Linked DNA regions of Hordeum vulgare: all the other regions are linked to region 2. The links are chromatin contacts, called in public Hi-C maps. All regions are on one chromosome and are shown on one strand. Each heading gives the region's core, a stretch centred on a gene start, on an enhancer-like site or on the middle of the called end of the contact. The rest is flanking DNA. Distances are from core to core; before and after follow the strand shown.

The links. A called contact is a pair of places that touch in the nucleus more often than the background predicts.
Region 1: a contact with region 2 is called in a Hi-C map of seedling, with 4 times the contacts expected there. The contact joins the promoter of LOC123443749 here to the promoter of LOC123439916 in region 2. A contact is called at or near these places in 1 of 6 Hi-C or Micro-C datasets (seedling) and 1 of 1 datasets of contacts at active chromatin or transcription factors (embryo).
Region 3: a Hi-C map of leaf shows a contact between it and region 2, with 3 times the contacts expected there. The contact joins the promoter of LOC123443750 here to the promoter of LOC123439916 in region 2. A contact is called at or near these places in 2 of 6 Hi-C or Micro-C datasets (leaf and seedling).

The regions. Positions count from the first base shown.
Region 1 is chr3H:326,396,305-326,399,387 of MorexV3_pseudomolecules_assembly, reverse strand. It overlaps LOC123443749 (protein ROOT HAIR DEFECTIVE 3), which reads right to left and starts at 1,687. Exons shown (of 23, transcript XM_045120271.1): 1 at 1,453-1,687; 2 at 359-508; 3 at 182-248; 4 at 1-73. The coding sequence starts at 506.
Region 2 is chr3H:325,730,520-325,733,714 of MorexV3_pseudomolecules_assembly, reverse strand. LOC123439916 (NDR1/HIN1-like protein 13) reads right to left here and starts at 1,279. Exons shown (of 1, transcript XM_045116535.1): 1 at 117-1,279. The coding sequence starts at 1,090. The coding sequence ends at 224.
Region 3 is chr3H:326,610,384-326,613,537 of MorexV3_pseudomolecules_assembly, reverse strand. It overlaps LOC123443750 (putative transcription factor bHLH041), which reads right to left and starts at 1,356. Exons shown (of 4, transcript XM_045120272.1): 1 at 1,023-1,356; 2 at 329-934. The coding sequence starts at 1,136.

The DNA of each region.
Region 1 (3,083 bases), core at 438-2,937, 670 kb before region 2:
CAAATCCATTACAAGGGTGCATGGTTCAATATTATGGGCCTTCGCCATCCATATACCTTTGGTTGTCTGTGACCTGAAGTACCAAATAAACGCTAGTTAAATGGGCACAGAGGATAAATTAATTCCAGCAAGGTGCGAAAGCATATATAGAGAAAAGCATATAAGAAGAATGACAACACACCTTCCTCTGAAAGCATCCATCTCCCTAAAATTGGTGCGGAAAAGATGATTCAGAAGTGTACTTTTTCCTGCAAAAGATTGGGATGGGGCGGGAGTAAGGGATTGAAGACCAATGGTATAACATCTAACGGCTTAAAGTTAACAGGATGGAAAAAATGAGGAAAAGAGTGTCGCATACCACTACTCTGCGGGCCCATTATTGATACAACAGCATATGAGAGCCCGCATTCGGCCAATTTAACTTCCTTCAGGAAACTCTCCAATCCAGAAACATTGAAAACACCATCTCCATCAATAAGCTGCGTAGAAAGACAGGGGTCCTCCATTTCTGCAAGAGAGGAAACGCATGAGACAATATCACATTTAAGCTGGGAATGGGACACCAAGAAGTGATGAGTGATTTTCAACCCATAGAGCCTTCAAATTTTGAAAGAGAAAGAAAAAAGAACAGATGGGATAAATAAGACACGCAGATCCGAGCGCAAGCCTTCAATAATGCCGTTTCTTGAGCATTATACGCAAAAACAATGTCAAGAAGAGAAGTGTAGTAATATTTTTAAATTATCAGGTGATGATTACTCCATTAAGCCTGTGAAAAGAGCGGGAGCATTAAATGGGGAGAGAGAGGTATAGGCAGTCGAATGTTACTAGTGTACTGAGGGAGCAAATTGATGGATGCATGCGCTCATACGGCTTTCCTCTGGGTCAAACTACGATTCACTACTACAATTATTACTACAGATCGCAGACCGTACAAGCTCGCATGCAACCCAGCCAGGGATGCTGCATGTTACGCGGATCAAACAATCCTCCTTTATACACCAAGGAGAGTTCTACGGCAACTTACAGTGACAGTGCTGCCGCAAGTATCCTTAACCCTAGCGAGATCGTACGGCCGGAGAGATCACGAGATCAAGGGGAAGAAAGCTAAAAAAAGGCGGGGCCTTTCGAGACGATCCAGCGGGAGGCGATCCAAGCACGCGCCCCGAACTCCAGGCGAATCGAGCGCCGCGGGTCGGAATCGCCCAAACCAACAGCCATAAACCCCCAAAACCGAACGGGAACCAGCTGAATCTAGCGGTCCGGCGCCACCGACGAGGATTGGAGCAGCTCCCCGCATCGATCTGGTCGCCTATTCGCCAGGAATCACCGCACACCACGAGGAGCAACAAAAAAAGCAAGGGGGGGTATCGAAATCCGGGACCCTGGGACAAGGTCAGGGAGCGATCCGAGAAGCGTTGATCGGATCAGAGAGAGGGGGGGGATACGCACCGTGGAGATTGCGCTGGAGGGCCCCCGTACGGCGGTCGGCGTCGGCGTCGGCGGCGAAGGATGGGGGGAGCGGGACGAAAGGGGGTGGGGGGGGTGGGGGCGAGGAGGAAGAGAGAGGAGGAGCACGAAGGCGTGGCTTTTATGGGGAGGTTGGTAATTTGTGAATTTCGAAAGGAGGAGAGGAGTAAATACGAACGAGAAAGCACAAGGGGAGAAAGAAAGGGAAAATATTCGGACTCGGTGAGGGTATCGCCCGAGGCCGACACGACGCATATACTGGTACTTTGTATAGCCATGCATACAGTATGATCTTATTATACTCGTATACACACACGTATATAAAAATCCAACAGCCATGGATGGTCGGAATTCTAAAAATTGTTTGCGTCATCAAATCTGGGTCTTTGGGTGCCGAAAGGTGGCCGTCCATGCCAACCCGAGCGGCCATGTCACGCTGCGCCGCTCACACAAGCTGTGATAAAGGAGTATTTCGCTAGAGCATTTAGAGCGACTCTAGACCCCGTATAATGGTTCAAACTGTAAAATTTCGACGATTATACGGATTTGGACTATTTTTCCTATCACATCAGAAACTGTAAACGCGGCCCGGTCCGTAAAACTTTTGCGGTGGCCCGTAAACGCGAGCGCTCGAACAGTATATCTACGGGTTTGACTGCTGGATGCGGGTCGAAATCCTATCCCTCCGCCGCCGCGAAAAGTCCCCCCACCTCACCGTCGGCGCTTCCAATCCGCCGCCGCGCACCTCCATTCCGCCGCGTAGCAGCTCCATTCCACGCCCTTTGATGGCCAACTCCGGTAGTTGTAGGAACGACGACCCCGAGAGGGTTCATTGCGTCAGATCCGACGTCGCCTGTAAGCGCGCCGCCCGCCGGTACACGCAGTGGGGCCAGACGCCGCCGCCGTCGCTCCTCCGTGCGAGACAGAGGAGTACGACCGCGCGCGCGGCCGCCTCTTCTCCGGCAGCTCCTTCAAGGCATCGAGCTCACGCTCGTGCTCCTCCCTCCCCCGGTTCTATTCTGTTCTGCAGCGCAACATTTTGTCCCGCAAAACCCCACTTCGTCGAACTGTAAAACGCGTTTGCACGTCGCAATTATACAGGGTTTGCTAGAGTTGCTCTAGAGCATCTTCAATAGGCACCCAAAAACTGCTATGTGCGTTCAAAAATTCGTTTTTTGACGTCGAACAACTCCAACAGACGGTGCAAAACAGTGCACGCTGAAAAGGACGTGGATGTCGCCTAGAGGGGGGGTGAATAGGCGCTTTAAAATAGTTAAGGTTTAGGCTTGAACAAATGCGGAATAAAACTAACGTTTAATATGTCAAGCACAAAACCTACAAACAACTAGGCTCACCTATGTGCACCAACAACTTATGCTAAGCAAGATAAACAACTAAGTGATAGCAAGATATATTACAATAAACAATATGTCTATCACAAAGTAAAGTGCATAAGTAAAGGGTTCGGGTAAGAGATAACCGACGCACGGGGAGACGATGATGTATCCCGAAGTTCACACCCTTGCGGATGCTAATCTCCGTTAGAGCGGTGTGGAGGCACAATGCTCCCCAAGATGCCACTAAGGCCACCGTAATCTCCTCACGCCCTCGCA
Region 2 (3,195 bases), core at 30-2,529:
CACTAGTACGTACCGTTCTTGCAGAATTATGCCCATCTGTAGCATAGCATAGATCTATGCGGCCTACTTAGCTTGTGACAAAAGGATGGATGGATGAGAGTAGCAAGCAGCAACCAGGAGGAAGATAGAATCATATAAACTATACTCCAATAAATCCACATACAGTGTGAAAAAGGTTAAACCAAACCAAGAAAAATCCCTCCTCTCCCTACCCACAAATGCATCAAAACGTCCAAATCCAGATCTTGACGCGCAGCTTACACTTTGCGTCCGTCGTCGCCGCCCCGCCGCCTCCGGAGGAAGACGACGACAGCCTGATCTTAGACCGGGTGGGTGCAGGCGCCGCGGCCACGATGATCGGCGCCGGGGAGGGCGCCGGCTTGGCCAGCCCCGCGCTGAAGCCGCTGCACAGCACACGGACGTTGATGCGCTTCGACTTGAACTTCCCGATCTGGAACCCCACCTTGGAGTCCATCTCCACTGACATCGCGTGAGACTTCTTGGATCTGAGACTGGCCGCCTGCACAGGGTCCACCGTCGCGGCGGCCGCCGAAGCCGCCCCCTTGATGACCGTCGTGTTGCGACTTGGATGGACGAAACCCGGCACGGTGCCGTCCCCGATGTCCGTGCCGTCGGCCGCGAAGGCAGCCCCGATGTCGCCGTACACGAACGCGATCTTCTCGTTGGGGTTGCGCGCGGTCACCGTGAACTCGATGCGGGAGGTGACGGAGTCGGAGTCCGAGACGTTCAGCGCCGCCAGACGGAGCGACGTCACGGCGAAGGTCGGAAGCTCCGGGTGGTAAATCACGTAGAACACCCCCAACGCGATTGCTCCAAGGAACACCAGCCCCACCAACACCAGCGTCAGCCACAGGCAACACGCGCAGCACCACCCGCGCCCGCTCCTCCGGCGGCGCGGTGGCTGTTGCATCGGCTTCGGCCGGTACATCGGCGGGGGCGGGACGCGGCCGGGCACCATGGGCGGAGGCCGAGGTGGCCCTACGCCGCCGCCGTTCGCCGTGCCGTTGGCGGACCGCGGCGCCGCCACAGGGACAGGCTTGGAGGCCGGCGCGTACGCCCGGTCGCCCATTTCTTGGCCTCTGCTGCTTCTTCTGGGCTTGGGGAAGGAGAAGGCTTGGGGAAGGAGAAGGGGGGAGTAAAAGAGACTGGGGGGAGAAACGCGAAGAAGACGGGCGCAATAAGTGGCCGCATTTATATATACACTGTATATATTGTGCTAGTGCTAGTACTGCGTGTTTGCTTGCTCGTGTCGTGTGGGCGTTTAGGCATGGGAAACGCTTCTCACCAGAAGTCTGGTGCGTAGCATTCGTCGGACCAGTTGTCGACTGTCGATTCTTCTTTGATCTCACGGTCGAGAGAAGCAAGCAAAACCAGTATTTTTATGCTCCAAAAGAACCCGATTTTCATGCCCATGATCCCGTGATCTCTCCTTATCCGGTTATCCCGTATTAATTGGCCCAAACAAATCAACCCAGTGCCCATCTCTCTGCTCGTTCCCTGCTCTCGCCGCCCTGGCTCTCTCCTCATCCAGTATCGCGTCTAACCTCTCTGCGGCGCCTCCGCTCAACCAAACCGGTGTGTCGTCCCGTTTGATGGCCACGCGAGAAAGGACCTGTCAGTGTACGCCCTCGCGAGCTCCCAGTCGTGCTGATCTCCACCATGGCCAGCCGGCGAGGCCCTACTCCGTTGTATGCCTGCGGTTCACCTCGTCAGACTGTCTTCTCTGTCTGGCAATGAAGCCATCACAACTAAAGTTCCGCAGGATTCGCCCACCGAATACCCATCTGACCTAGCGTTTGATTCGCGTCTCTTGACATTGTTCATATTTTTCAGTTACTACTCCCTCCGTTTCTAAATATAAGTCTTTGTAAAGATTTCACTAGTGGACTACATACGGATGTGTATAGACATACTTTAGAGTGTATATTCAATCATTTTGCTTGGTATGTAGACATCTAGTGAAATCGCTTAAAAGACTTATATTTAGGAACAGAGGGAGTAGTTAATTTTGGCATAACTGTGTTCTCAGATTTGTGTGATCTCGTTGCGTGGATGCTATGGTGTACTATGGTTTATTCTGTGTCTACGAGTGTGAAATAGTTGTGATGTATATTATGTACGCGGTCACTAGATCATCAACTAATTTATATGAAATTCGTATATCGTACAAATATGCCCCCCCCCCCCGCCCCGCCGGTTGGTGCTAATAGTAGTTTTTGTTCCATTTCAAATTTCCATGGTTTCAAGTGGTACTACTTATGTACCCAATTCCTTTTTTCGTGTTACTACAATGTAATCGTTTAGATAGATAGTTTATCACGCATGGATCAAGTGCAAATCCATCGATTGTACATATCGAGGACACAAAAGATGCATCCTTATGTTGGTCGCAAGCTTATTTTGTTTCATTATCATTGTTTTATACTATGCTTCCAACCAAGGTGAGTAATGTTGAGTTGTCATATTTTCATCCTTTCTACTTTTTTCATTATTGTCTTAAACAAATAATCTTCTAAACTGTGTCTAGTAGCAACATGTTCATATTTGCTAACATAGCACATATATTAGTGGAGCTGCAACAATGAAGCATAGAGAAGCATAGGGTATGCTTCTTGCCATCCACCACACTGCACATGTTCTCTCCGACAACACCGCCCTAATTCCATCCGCGGTGCATCGTGCTTCAAACCCACCTACACCGGTTCCACCCACACACACATGCAGGACCTGGCCAAGAGGGATGCATCAATGTTGGCAACAATCTTTGTTTGTTTGCATCTCGAATTAATGTTATATGTTTCGACTTAAGAAGAGCCACAACGAGACAAGATATTTGTATTTCTTCATGTATATGGGGTTCCCATATCACACTTCACGTGCTTTTTCGGTTTATGTAGATTGCTTATATACTTTATGTGTTTTACTTTACAAATTTTGTTCTTGCCATTGGTATCACCATTGAAACATGCAATGCTCTCATAGTATGCTACATATGTTTCCTAGTTCTAGGTAGTTTGCTTCCAAAATTTTGTTCTAAAATAGTTCAAATTTGTTTGCATAATTGTAATGTAAACATTATCTACATCCTTAATAATGTACATCTAGTACCAATTGTTGATTCCAACATATAATACATATGCATCATGCCTAATTAATATATGTTTCAAGCAGTTG
Region 3 (3,154 bases), core at 107-2,606, 880 kb before region 2:
GTTAAAATATAAAGTATGTAACCAGCGAACAAACCAGTTAGTCCTTTGTTCTCTGGTCAAACCACGATCGCAGAGCAAGAACCCATCCACCAGGTCACTATTCTGTACTAGCACGGTTTGTAATAGCTCGCTTTATTAAGCCTCGCTTGGAACGTTTGAATTTAACTTTTCAAAAACTTCGGACGGTATCGAACTTTTTTGGGGGCCATCGGAATATTCGGTTTTTGACCGGTTTCCGAAAATCTCGCCCCAAAAAAAAAATCGGCTTCCTTAGATTTGCGAATGAATGGATGTGGTATGATGGTAGGTATGATGGTGATGTTTATACCTTTGAGCAGGGGGGAAGGAGCGACCTCAGCGCGTGGAAGCTGTCGTTGAGCTTCTCCCGACGCTTCCTCTCTGACATCATGTGGTAGAGCTGTCCGGTGTTGTTACTCGCGGCCCTCGTCGGATCCTCCTGCTGCTGTCCCCGCCCGCCGCTGCTGCTTCTCTCCGGCGACATGGAGAGGCTGCTCTTGACCATCACGTGGCCACTTGGTCCTCCTCCACGCAGCTGCGGCGCCATGGCTGTTGGCTGTTGCTGCATGCTGCTGTCCCGGTCCCGGCAGAAGGGCTGCGGATGGGAGGATGCCGAGGAGGACGGGGAGGCCGAGGACGAAGACATGACCGCCATCATAGCCCGCATGATCGCCTCGTCGTCGTGGTCGGCGGCGCCCGCCAAGGGGTTATGGGGCGCCGGCGGCGCCGGCGCTTGGTACCGCGAGGCGTCCGCGAGGTCGAGCGTGAAGGACCCTGAGCCTGAGGAGCCGCCGCTGTCCTGGGAGAGTGATCGCTTCGACGAGAGTGACGACGTGGTCGACGACGGCAGCATGAAGCGGTCATCCCCTCCTCCTACGTAGATGCCGCTGGCGTCCATGTCGGCCATACCCTCCACCTACACGTACGCACACCAAAACCACCAATCTTAATTTACAGACGCTTCGATTTGCAAGGAAGCAGGGTCAAGAATTAACATTGCTCACCTCGTCGGTGGAAACCATGAGGTCAAGGTCGGCGGGCCAGAATGGGTCGGCGAGGGCGCTGTGGAGGCCGGCGATGTCGGCGGCCATGTCCAGGCTGCACCACACATCATCCATCCCTCAGCAAGTAGTGTAACTAGTTAATGGAGGCAGCCAATGATTGATTGGGAGCGATGAGTAAGCTGGTAGAGCGAAATATAGCAGGGAAACAAAGCGAGGCAGCCGAGCTGCTATATATGCAAAGCAGAGCGGGGCGGGACCGCAGGGCATGAGGAGGAAGGAAGAATTTTTTGAACTTCTTTTTAAGGGAAAGGAGGAAGGAAGGAGTTGGTGGGTCGTTTGGTTTGCACGCAAGTAGGGAGTACGTACAAATTAGCAAACTGAGTTGAATAGAAATAGTCGCGATGGCGCGGTCAAAGTCGTGGGTTGGATGCACGCGAGCGAGGCCGAAGCTGCTGGGAACAAGGTCAATTTTGCAGGCACTTGCCCAGGCGGTATCGGGATCAACGGCCTCGCTGCTTACTGCGAGAAACGGCCAGGTTTTGCCGTGTCACCATGACAACTGGAGCTAAAGCCATTGCACATGCACCATTGACTCCTCTCGATGTAATGCCCTATTACTGCTTGTCTAGATTGCTTATCGGGGAGAGGGATAGCAAATACAAGGTGGGTACGTACCCGAGCGGAGTTGGGGGTGTGGTGGAGGGGTTCGCGTTCGATCCCCTTCTACGCAGGCATACATACCTCTGTCCTCTTTCCGTCAATAATTGTCCTTGCGGGGCAGGGTTGTCACAACGGCCATTTTAAAAGAGGACAAGACCGCAACCCATTCCGACAAAGGTGGTCTTCGTCTGCTAAAGCTCTTCGTCATGATGCGCGCGTGGGCTTGGGGGTGACCTCCGCCCTGCAGAGTCCTCGACTTCGGTCCTCTTGCACCAAGTAGGAAATCTTTGGGGGTTGCTTTGAAAACCCGCGAGTTGGCTTTATCCCCGTAGCACCAAAGAGGAAAGCCTCTCTGTCCGTGCTTACTGGTACCGCGCCTGCGAGGTTTGCATCGCCCATGTGAGGGGGTAGGACTGTACGGCCCCACCTGATTACCCTTGACTTGTGTGCCCCGTGAGGTCCTCAGGTGGCCTCAGGATGCATCTCAGTGGCGAGTTGCTCCTTGAGGCCCTTGACGTCTCCTTCCCGGAGCCCTCCTCGCGAGGGTCATGCTTGCTGGGCCCGCCGCCGGGCCGACTTGGCCCATCGCAGCGCTTTGCGCCCGGGGTCGTAGGCCGACGGGTCTGGGTACCCCCGGTCCTAGGGGCCCGATACCTTCGAAGATAAAACCGGTGTGGTCCTTCCTTATGGAGCAGGCAGTGAGGATAATAACCAAGCCAAGACCTTTGCACGGGTTGGGGGAAGGGGGCATCATGCCCGACGACCACTAGTCGAAGATGTTGGTTGTGTCGTCCGACAGGGAGGCAGTGAAACAACACGAGGAGAGAATCTCGTTTCAGGTGATGTGAGAGACCATGCAAGCCATAAGGATATGGTGAAGTATCTCGTCCTCCTCAGAGTAGAGGGGCTCGTGAGGTAGACCTTGCTGAGCGAGACGATCTGTAGTCCAACACCGGTTTTGGGAAGCCATCTAGAGAAGGAATTTGGCATTAGGAGGGGCCTAGTTCCTCCAAGTAAGGCACCAATGTGGTGGAGAGGTTGATCTATCGAAGAGTGCCACATAGCAAGACTTTGTCGTGTATCTGCCATTATCGGTCCACCACCATCAAAGACCGTCCCGGTGCGCGGTCTATTGAAGGTGTCTCTAGAAGACAACATACTCGACCGTGGCCATGGGCCCGAGGGCCTCTTCAAATGTCACTGATCTAGCACTTGTTGGGGAGAACATCGCACACCAGATGGTCGACGATGGCGCCGAGGGACGAGCGCGCCAATAGTCAAAGCAATATCGAAGATAGATTGGCCATTGAGACAATGCTTAGTCTAGAAGCGGCATGTGTTGTCGTTGCCAAGGGTCGAGGAGGTTGAGGTGCGAAAGATACTGACAACCTCGAGATCGCATGGCGGCCGAAGCTCTCACCATTGGCGGGAATCGTCGTTTACTTATAATCTCCAATTACATGGAGTCATGG